Linked DNA regions of Capra hircus: region 2 is linked to region 1. A link is a contact called in public Hi-C data. All regions are on one chromosome and are shown on one strand. The core of a region is the stretch at or near the end of the contact, and the rest is flanking DNA. Distances in the headings are between cores, read along the strand shown. Region 1 holds the start of SMPDL3B (acid sphingomyelinase-like phosphodiesterase 3b). Region 2 overlaps EYA3 (eyes absent homolog 3).

Region 1 (4,568 bases), core at 461-2,960:
AGCCACGCTGGCCTCGTGCTTTTGCTCACACATATGTCCTGTGCATCCAGCTCAGGGCCTGTGAACTTTTTGTCCTCTGCTGCTGGAATGTTCTTCTGGACATCCACATAGCTCTCGCCCATGCTGCCTTAGGTCTCTAGTCAAATGTCACTTTTTTTGACAGTTCTTCTCCGCTACCCCTTAAGTAATCTTTCTCCCCCATCCTCCCTACTCCTTTATTCTGCTTTGTTATTCTCCTTACCCTTGTTATTTCCTGGAATATGTATTTCTTTGTCCATGTGTCTTTTAGTCTGTTTCTCCTGAGGTGAAGGGAGGCTTCACCAGCACTGGAATTTTGTTTCTTTTCTGCCACATCCCTGGTTCCAAGAATACTGCATGATTCATTTTTCGGTTCAAAATAATTTCTTCTTGTCCAGGACATTTTAGCTCTTGTGTCTTGTTTTTGTTTTGAAGAACTATAAGTTCAAGCTTAGGAAAGCTCGCCTTTGTCTTAAACAAAACAACAAAGCTTTTGTATCATTTGCTAATCTAATGTCCTTTTAAGTGAGAGATGGGAGAAATCTAGCAAGGATACAATTTATACCATAAATGATGCGGATCCATGTAGTGTGTGCATGCACACTGTTGACAAAATGAAAATCTGCTGGTGGCATTTGCAGAAAAGAAACCCTTGCAGGTCCCTGGGGTTGTGGTTTATTCTCAAAGTCGTGTCTGACTCTGCGACCCCATGGTCTATAGCCACCAAGCTCCTCTGTCCATGGGATTCTCCAGGCAAGAATATTGGAATGGGTTGCCATTCCCTTCTCCAGTTGCAGATTTCTAAACAACAGTGAACTCCGTTAGGAAATTCTAGAATGTGTTCCAGATCCAAAAAGGAATGAGGTTAGTAAAATGCCTCCACAGAGTTCCAATAAAATACTAGATTTGAGAGCTACTCAACCAATATTTGTTGAATGAATTCACGAATGTGCCTGCTACCTTCTACCTCTACCAGCTGGCTGGCTCTTAAACACCGACAGCCCTGAACGATGTCCATGTTCCTTCCGTGGCCAGCCATCACCTCCACCTAACAATCTTAGGCTCAAACAGCACACCCTCCACCCACTAACTCTCTCCCCCAGCCTCCCCAGCTGAGCTCCCTGTCTTGCTATTCTTAGCAACATTTTCAGCTTACCTACCTGGTGCAGCTCTGGCGACTCCCCAGGAGGCCAGGAAAATCAGCACCTCAGGCAGCCTCATCCTGGGGTTTTGTCTGATGGGAGCTTTTGTTCCAGCCACAGACTTCCTAGCTAGGTGTTGATGGCCGCGTGTCAGAGCAGAACTTCCCGTCCAGTCACCAGCTGTTTCCAGACACTCAGGGCTTCTGGCTCCTCTGGCTTTTCTTCCTTTGCCCAGGGGGGTGTGAGCAGGGTTGCCCCAGGAGCTGCACTTGCCAGGCCTTTGGACTCTCACGCAAGAAGCAGCACCAGTCCTGCCAGTTCCTCAGAGCGTGTCGGTCAGTCCAGTCAGCAACTGGAAACTCACTCAGCTGCAGTCACCAACCAGCAAATATCCACTTTCGGAGTTTTCATGCTGCCCCACCCCAGGAGAACAGACTGTAGAAACTGTCCGGCCTTTGCCATCAAAGGAACTTGAGTGCTTGTTGGAGACTGAGCTGCTTGACCACAAATGAACCCAGACCAAGAGTCATCTGTTCATTCACGCGGAAACCCTGTCCTGGGGAGATAAGAGCGACCCAAGGCCACCACTCTGCCCTCTAGAGGAAGAAGCAGGCCACTGGACTGCAGTTCTGCGTGACAGGTGGCTTGACAAGCCCAGAGGAGGGAGCTCACCCTCTGAGGAAACTGAGAGGGCCTCTGGGAGGAGGTGACATGGCTTCATCTCTTCGATTGTGAAAATTTGCCAACATAAACAGAAGTAGAGAGAACCATGTAAGGAGCCCCCGTATCCATCCTCCCACAAGAGCAATTATGAACCCACAGCCAATCTTACTTCATCTTTACCCCCACCCCAACCCCAAAGGATTATTTTTAAATTCCAGAGATCATATCATTTTGCCCATAAACGATGTAGTATACATCTCTAAAAGATAAGAACTTTTTTTTTTTAGAATTTTTTAAGAACAGCATAGAGGATCTAAAAACAATTAATAGTGTTCCTGACCCTCCTCCTTGGACTCATTTTTCTTTTTTTAAATTAATTTATTTTAATCCGAGGGTAATTGTTTTACAACATGGTGATGGGTTTTGCCGCTCATTAGTATGAATCGGCCATAGGTATACATGTGTCCCCTCCTTCCTGATTCCCGCTCGCTCCATCCTGATCCCCGCTCGCTCCTTCCTGATCCCCGCTCCCGCCTTCCTTCCTTGCTGTTTGTTGTTCAGTCACTAAGCCATGTCTGACTCTGTGACTCCGTGGAGTAAAAGCATGCCAGGCTTCCCTGTCCCTCACTATCTCTCTGAGTTTGCTCAGCTTTACCAGCAGTCCTCCCAATGAATATTCAGGGTTGATTTCCTTTAGGATGGACTGGTTGGATCTTGCCGTCCAAGGGACTCTCGAGAGTCTTCTTCAGCACCACAATTTGAAAGAATCAATTCTTCGGCACTCAGCCTTCTTTATGGTTCAACTCTCACATCCGTACATGACTACTGGGAATACTATAGCTTTGACTACATGGACCTTTGTCGGTAAAGTGATGTCTCTGCTTTTTAACACGCTGTCTAGGTCTGTCATAGCTTTTCCTCCAAGGAGCAGGTGTCTTTTAATTTAATAGAAATTGATAGGGGACCAGACGAAAGATTAAACAAGGCTTTACTGGGACTTGTGCTGCATCACGACAGAATGAAAACAAGACACCGGCGCCCTGGCTCACCAGGAGGGTGGACTGGTTCTTTAAGTGGGATGAGGATAGGAGCAGATGGTTGGACTGGAGGGGTAGCTTAGACGGTCTCCCCACCCCTTGGTGGGGTTGTACACAGTACCCATCTTTTGCTCCCAGCACCTCAGAAGTTTGTGGCCTTTTTGTATCTTATTTTTCATAATTGGCCCAACTGCTCATACTTGCAGTTATTTTTAGTCGCTTATAGTTTCTTTGTATTCTGTTACTCAAGGAGGCATTTACCCAGGTGAAAGTGCAAGCACTCCAGTAGAGGGTCCCAGGTCCCAGCCTATCTCAGTAGCAAATCCTAGTAACTGTACCAACCAGGGAGATGCTTGGTCAGTGTTTAAACTTTCCTGATTTTCTCATAGAATTTTTTCTTAATTTAATTAAAATTTTTTTAACTTATGGAAAAACTGGAACAAACTTTTTGGCTAACCAAATACAATTGATTTGCTCAAATCAAGATCCAAATCAGGCCCACATGTTGCATGCAGTTGATCTGTCTCTTTAAGTCTCTCTCAATTTTAGACTTTTCCCCCTCCCCGCTTTTCTCTTTTTCCTTGTTAGGAGACTAGGTCATCTGTCTTGTGAAATTTCCCACATTCTGGAGTGTTTGCCTGATTGCCTCTTGGCGGTGTCATTTAAGCTGTTCTTCTGTTCTCCATATTGCCTACAAACTGGTAGTTAGATCTAAAGTTTTGATGACATTTAGCTTCGAATTCTTTGGCAAGATGACATCTCATGTGGTCTTGTGTCCTATCTGTTGCATTGCAGAGCAAAGGCGCATAGTTGTACGGCTGTCCCACCAGCCTAATCTTAATGTGCAGGCATGTCTGCGTGCTCAGTTGTCCAGTCAGTCTGACTCTTTGGGCTTCCCAGGTGGCTCTAGTGGTAAAGAACTCGCCTGCCAATGCAGGAGATGTAACAGATGTGGGTTTGATCCCTGAGCTGGGAAGATCCCCTGGAAGAGGGCACTGCAACCCACTGCAGTATTCTTGCTGGGCTAATCCCATAGACAGAGGACCTGGTGTGCTGCAGCCCAAAGGGTCACAGAGTGAGAGACAACGGAAGCGACTTAGCACACATGCACGCCTGACTCTGAGACCCCGTGGACTGTGCCACACCGGGCTCCTCTGTCCATGGGCTTATCCCAGCAAGAATATTAGAGTGGGTTGCCATTTCCTCCTCCAGAGGATCTTCCCAACCCAGGGATGAAACCTGTATCCCTTGTGTCTCCTGCATTGGCAGGTGGGTTCTTTTTTTTTTAACCTTATTGAGAATATTTATTAGAACTGCATAAAACCTATGGGCCAATTCTTCTCAACTTGATATTTTTATGATATTGAATTTTTCCGCCCATGAGTACAATCTATTTCTTTATGTATTTAGATCTTCAATGTTTTCCTTCTTTTAAATGAAGTATTGTTGGTTTACCATGGTGTGTTAGTTTTAGGTATATGGCACAGTGATTAAGTTATGCATACATATATTATTTCTCTTCCCTTATAGCTTATCACAAAATATTGACTATAGTTCCCTGAACTATGCAGGAGGTGCTTGTTGATTATCTATTTTATATATAGTAGTGTGTTTATGTTAATCGGAACTCTTAATTTAGCCCTTCCCTGCCCTTTCCTCTTTGGTAACCATAAGTTTGTTTTCTAGGTATGTGAGTCTGTTTCTGTTT
Region 2 (4,301 bases), core at 342-2,841, 44 kb before region 1:
AGAGGTCTGTGGAGGAAGGGGTATGGATGAATATGAGCTCCCAGAAGAAGTTGAGTTAACCAGTTACCCCTGCTCCCCTTCCAGCACAACATGCCCTTCTGGCGGATCACAAACCACGGAGACCTGGTGTCCCTCCACCAGGCTTTGGAGCTTGATTTTCTCTAAAAACTGGAATGAAGAGCCTTCCCCATGAGCTCCTTTTCACTCCTTGAAGGGAGCCGGAGACCGGAACCAACTGGGAATTCTCTCTCTCTTTCTCCATGGAATGCTGGCGAGAACACAATCAAAACCAACAGCTGCAAGAGATGAAGCTGATTTTTGCTATGCGTGAGCTGCAGCCCCGTGTTCATCCTCGCACAGGAGCGGGAGATAGTTGGATTGAGAGAACAATAGACTCACCGCAGCTACAGTGCTTTTAATTCTTCTGGTTTTTTGTTTGTTTGTTTGTTTTATTTTGTTTCAGAAAAATGAAGAAAAAGAAAAGGAAATCCTTGGGGCAGAGTTGCACTCTGCATCCATGACCAGATTGAGAACTGCTGTTAACTTGTGGTGATTGGATAAACGCAGCAGACGTTTATAATAACATCTCTTGCAGTCTTTGTAATCTCCTTAGCTGTAGAACATACTCCCAGTGAATGTATATGTTATTTTTATAGGTAAGGGTCTGGTCTCTCTGAAGCAGATTCCCCTCCCCCTTTCTTTTTCTAGCAAGAAAGGGTTGTGTAAAGTTTCCTTGGAAAATCGTAACTGAAATGTCTGAGATACCTCTCTGTGACAGTAGCACCTCCTTAGCTGCTCCAGTGGTCTGCTCGCGAGGCTGGGCTCCTTCCCACTCTTCCACCTCCTGGTTGGCTAAACTGTAGGGCCTGGGACACTGATTAATTTTAGACTTTGCTGTTTCCCATCCTAGAAGCCTTAGTCCCCTTCCCAATCCCTCTCCCTTTTTGACCAAATGGCACAACCCTAGAAACTCTTCTTAGTAAATTCTCAGCCTTCAGCTTGACTCTTCGTCAAAGCTAACGAGGGCTTACCCTCAAACTGGAGAGAAGACCTAAGGCTTCTTAGGAATTTCTACTTCTTTGGCCCTTGAAACAGGAAGATTCCAACTTTTCCTCCTGCAGAGAAGCACCCTTCCCCAGCAGAGGCCATCCCCACCGGGCCTCCCCCTTCTTAGTCATCAGTGCCAGGCTAGTCCACCCTCTGCACCTCATATCCACCCCCACACACAGCTCTGGCCAGTCCCCAGGCTTTGGACCCAAGTAGTCAAATCAAGTCTGAGAAAAGGCCCATAACCGCATTTTGGCCAAAACTACTAAGGGATTTGACTTCATGCTCTGAATCCTTTAAGCCCTGTGAGTGGTGTCCTGGGCATGTACCCAGATCTCGGCCTGAAACTGAAGACCAAATGGCTGTGATCATAAGCCCAGTTTTCCAATAGGATCCGCTTCCCACTTCTCAAGTCCCTTTCTAAAATGGGAAACTTGAAAGCCAGAAAAACTCACCTGATTTAAATGAGGTTGTAGATCGCCTATGCCATGCCTGAAAACTCAACCATGGGCCAAATGCAGGAACATCTCCCAGCCTGACCTCTGGGAAGTTGGGTGGGTGCCCAGACATGAGTCACAACCTTCAGTCCAGCTGTATTTGTGGATGCCCCACCCTCCATGAGCAGCCTGGGCACGTGCTCAGGCCACATAAACTTCCTTAGAGCTCAGGAAGTTTAGCCTCTCCCAGGCTGCATGGAGAGAGGTGATTATAAGTACCTCAGAGAGGTGCAGTCTGGGTCCTTAGCAGGTGGCATCCTTGACCAACCACAGCCATCACTGCTTACACTCAGAGGTTCAGCGTATCCACTTGGGGATGCTCCCAGCACAAAAGGGGCCAGATTCCCTCTAATGCCAGATCACCCAGAGAAAGGCTGGTGTACACATTCCTTCAGAACGGATTGAGAAAGTGCTTCGTAACTCAGTCGTAGGGAAGAGGTGTTTGGAGAGGAGCTCAAATCAGTGCTCATCACCAAGCTGCCTCTTAGGCCTGTTTCCTTTGGACGGGGGAGGATATATAGTCTGAGGCAGACCTGCTTGGTCCGAGTTCAGCATAGCTGCCCAGCTGCTGCTCTGTCTTGCTTGATAATTGATCTTAGCGTGCTCTAGGGCGCATGGCGGATCCTTACTTCCAGGCCCCTCCACGCCCACCCCATCCTGCCAGTAGAGCTGTTGGTTTCTTGCCCTGCACATAGGCCACCCGGTTGGTGCTGTGCTTCAGGCTGGTGAGACTGCAGAGCAGTCCGCGCATCATGCACACAAGTACACACGCACACACACTCACACTTTCCTCTGCTTGCCTGCTGGGAGCTCTTTGTTCCTAGAGTATGACTTGGGACTCCTTTTTCGATGGCCTTTTCCCTCCTGCTCTGACTGCACAGCTTAGGTCTTTACAAAAGGAACTTGAAACTGGCTAAGAGAGGTGAGGACGCTCCCTGGGCAGTGCCGTCTTTGCTCTTTTCTGGTTGTTCAGAGGGCAGACAGAAAATGGGAGCTTCCTGGCTCCTCTCTGCCAAAATGAATCATCCAGGGAACCCAGTGCTCTTCAGTAAACCTGGTTTCCTCCACAGCACAGAGATCCAGAGAGGAAAGCAAGTGGGCAGCGCAGCAAGCTCTTGGAGGCTGAGGTCTAAAGGACACTATGGGTCCTTCTCATTTAGGGGGAAGCCCTCTACTAGAAAGAGTCCCCACCCGATGAGTCCCTTTCCCAGCTGGGCACCGTGGGTTCTATAAGATGGGTCTGCACGTTTCATGGTGAGTGCTGGGCCATCTCTAGTAAGGGATCTGGAATTGTCAGCCGTGTCCTGGGTCTAAGAGGTGGTTTTCCTTTCGAATGTAAAACTGACTGTGCCTTAGCATCACCCTGTTCGGTGCCCCTGGGGCACCAGGTGGTGGCCGGGAGAGTGGATGCCTGCTCCAGATCTAGATGCCTAGTGGGGCTTTTATTTGGTTTGGGTTATTTCTGTCTTCTGCTCTGCAACTGGGGGGAGCAAACCTAGAGTCCCAGGAGACTTTGTGCCACAGCTTGTTCGCAGTTTACACAAACTTGTTCGCGTTAAAGATCCAGGCAGAATCTGATGGGCCAACTCCAGCTGCAGCATATGGAGCTTCTCAATGTTCACTGCCTTGAATGGGTGTCAGTGCCACTGAACCAAGGGGGAGAGGGGTTAAGGGGTGGAGCCGCACACTCCCTCTCCCTGGGGGAGTGATGGCTGAAACCATGGGGTGGTGAGCTTCCGGCCTTCCTCTCCTTGCTCCTGCAGAAGGGGGCATTAGGACCCCTCTTAAGCCAAGCTTCTGTTTCTCACTAAATCAGTTTCCCTTTTCATTCAAAAGTTGAAACTCCCCAAATACTCAAGCTATAGAAGCCAAATTGAAATTCTTAGATTTTGAAATATCTTAAGATAACCATGAGACAACATCTAATTCTGGCCCACCTCTGATCAGCAGGCCCTGTCCCTTCCTCTCCCGAGTCAGAGAGCTCTAGCACACAAGGTTACTTGGCTAGTTCCTAATGCACTGATGGGAGCCATCCCATTAAGGACGACTTCTACTCAAAACATGACCCTCTGGACTTCAGGTGCCTCATTTATCAGGAAAAGGCATTGATTGGATATATTTATGTGACTGCGGGCATTTGTGGCTGTCGAGTCCTTGACCATAATGTTATATGTAATGGGAACTATCTTATAAACTTGAAAAAATAAAGTTTTTATTTTCTATATGGTTTGCTCCTGTGTCTTTTCTGGGTAGGATCAACCCAGTTGCTTAGCTGAGTAGGCTCCTGAGTCAGGCTTCAAAAAAAATACGCAGAGCTCATTAGAAAGATGACACCCTCTTAATAATTTCATCATTCATTTCACCAAAAAAAAAAAAACACTAGCCGTTCAGTACAGATAAATGAGAAAATAAAAATTTTTAAATAATTTTCAAGGGAAAGTTTTTCTCAATTCTTTCGAAAAATATTGCTTTTCAAAGTTTAGGACTGGAATGCCAAGAGATTTCATTTGCTGTCAAATGTGCTGAAATTTAATTACTAAGAAATCAATACCTTGCTGTGCTGAGCTTAAAATGCAAAAGCAATAAAGCCGACAAATTGATATCAAACTGTTTGATTGGCTTGTTTACATGTTACATTAGCTAATTTTTTCCTCTTTTCATTTTTTTAGATTTGAGTCGGACTTTTCATTGGTCTGGAAAACGAGTCCTTTTGCCTTTTATTCCAAACAAGATTAGAATTAGATTCTAGCTTCCAAA

What was found. A called contact is a pair of places that touch in the nucleus more often than the background predicts.
Region 2: a Hi-C map of liver shows a contact between it and region 1, with 2.3 times the contacts expected there. The contact joins the enhancer-like site here to the promoter of SMPDL3B in region 1. A contact is called at or near these places in 2 of 5 Hi-C or Micro-C datasets (blood and liver).

The regions. Positions count from the first base shown.
Region 1 is chr2:10,534,563-10,539,130 of ARS1.2, reverse strand. SMPDL3B (acid sphingomyelinase-like phosphodiesterase 3b) reads right to left here and starts at 1,710. Exons shown (of 8, transcript XM_018056857.1): 1 at 1,179-1,710. The coding sequence starts at 1,239.
Region 2 is chr2:10,578,886-10,583,186 of ARS1.2, reverse strand. It overlaps EYA3 (eyes absent homolog 3), which reads left to right. Exons shown (of 18, transcript XM_005676781.3): 18 at 85-3,768. The coding sequence ends at 165. Among named protein-coding and RNA genes, the nearest start is that of XKR8, 12 kb to the right of the region's middle. Within about 2 kb of position 1,591, at least 5 of the 5 cell types and tissues checked have an H3K27ac peak or open chromatin away from gene starts, as enhancers often do.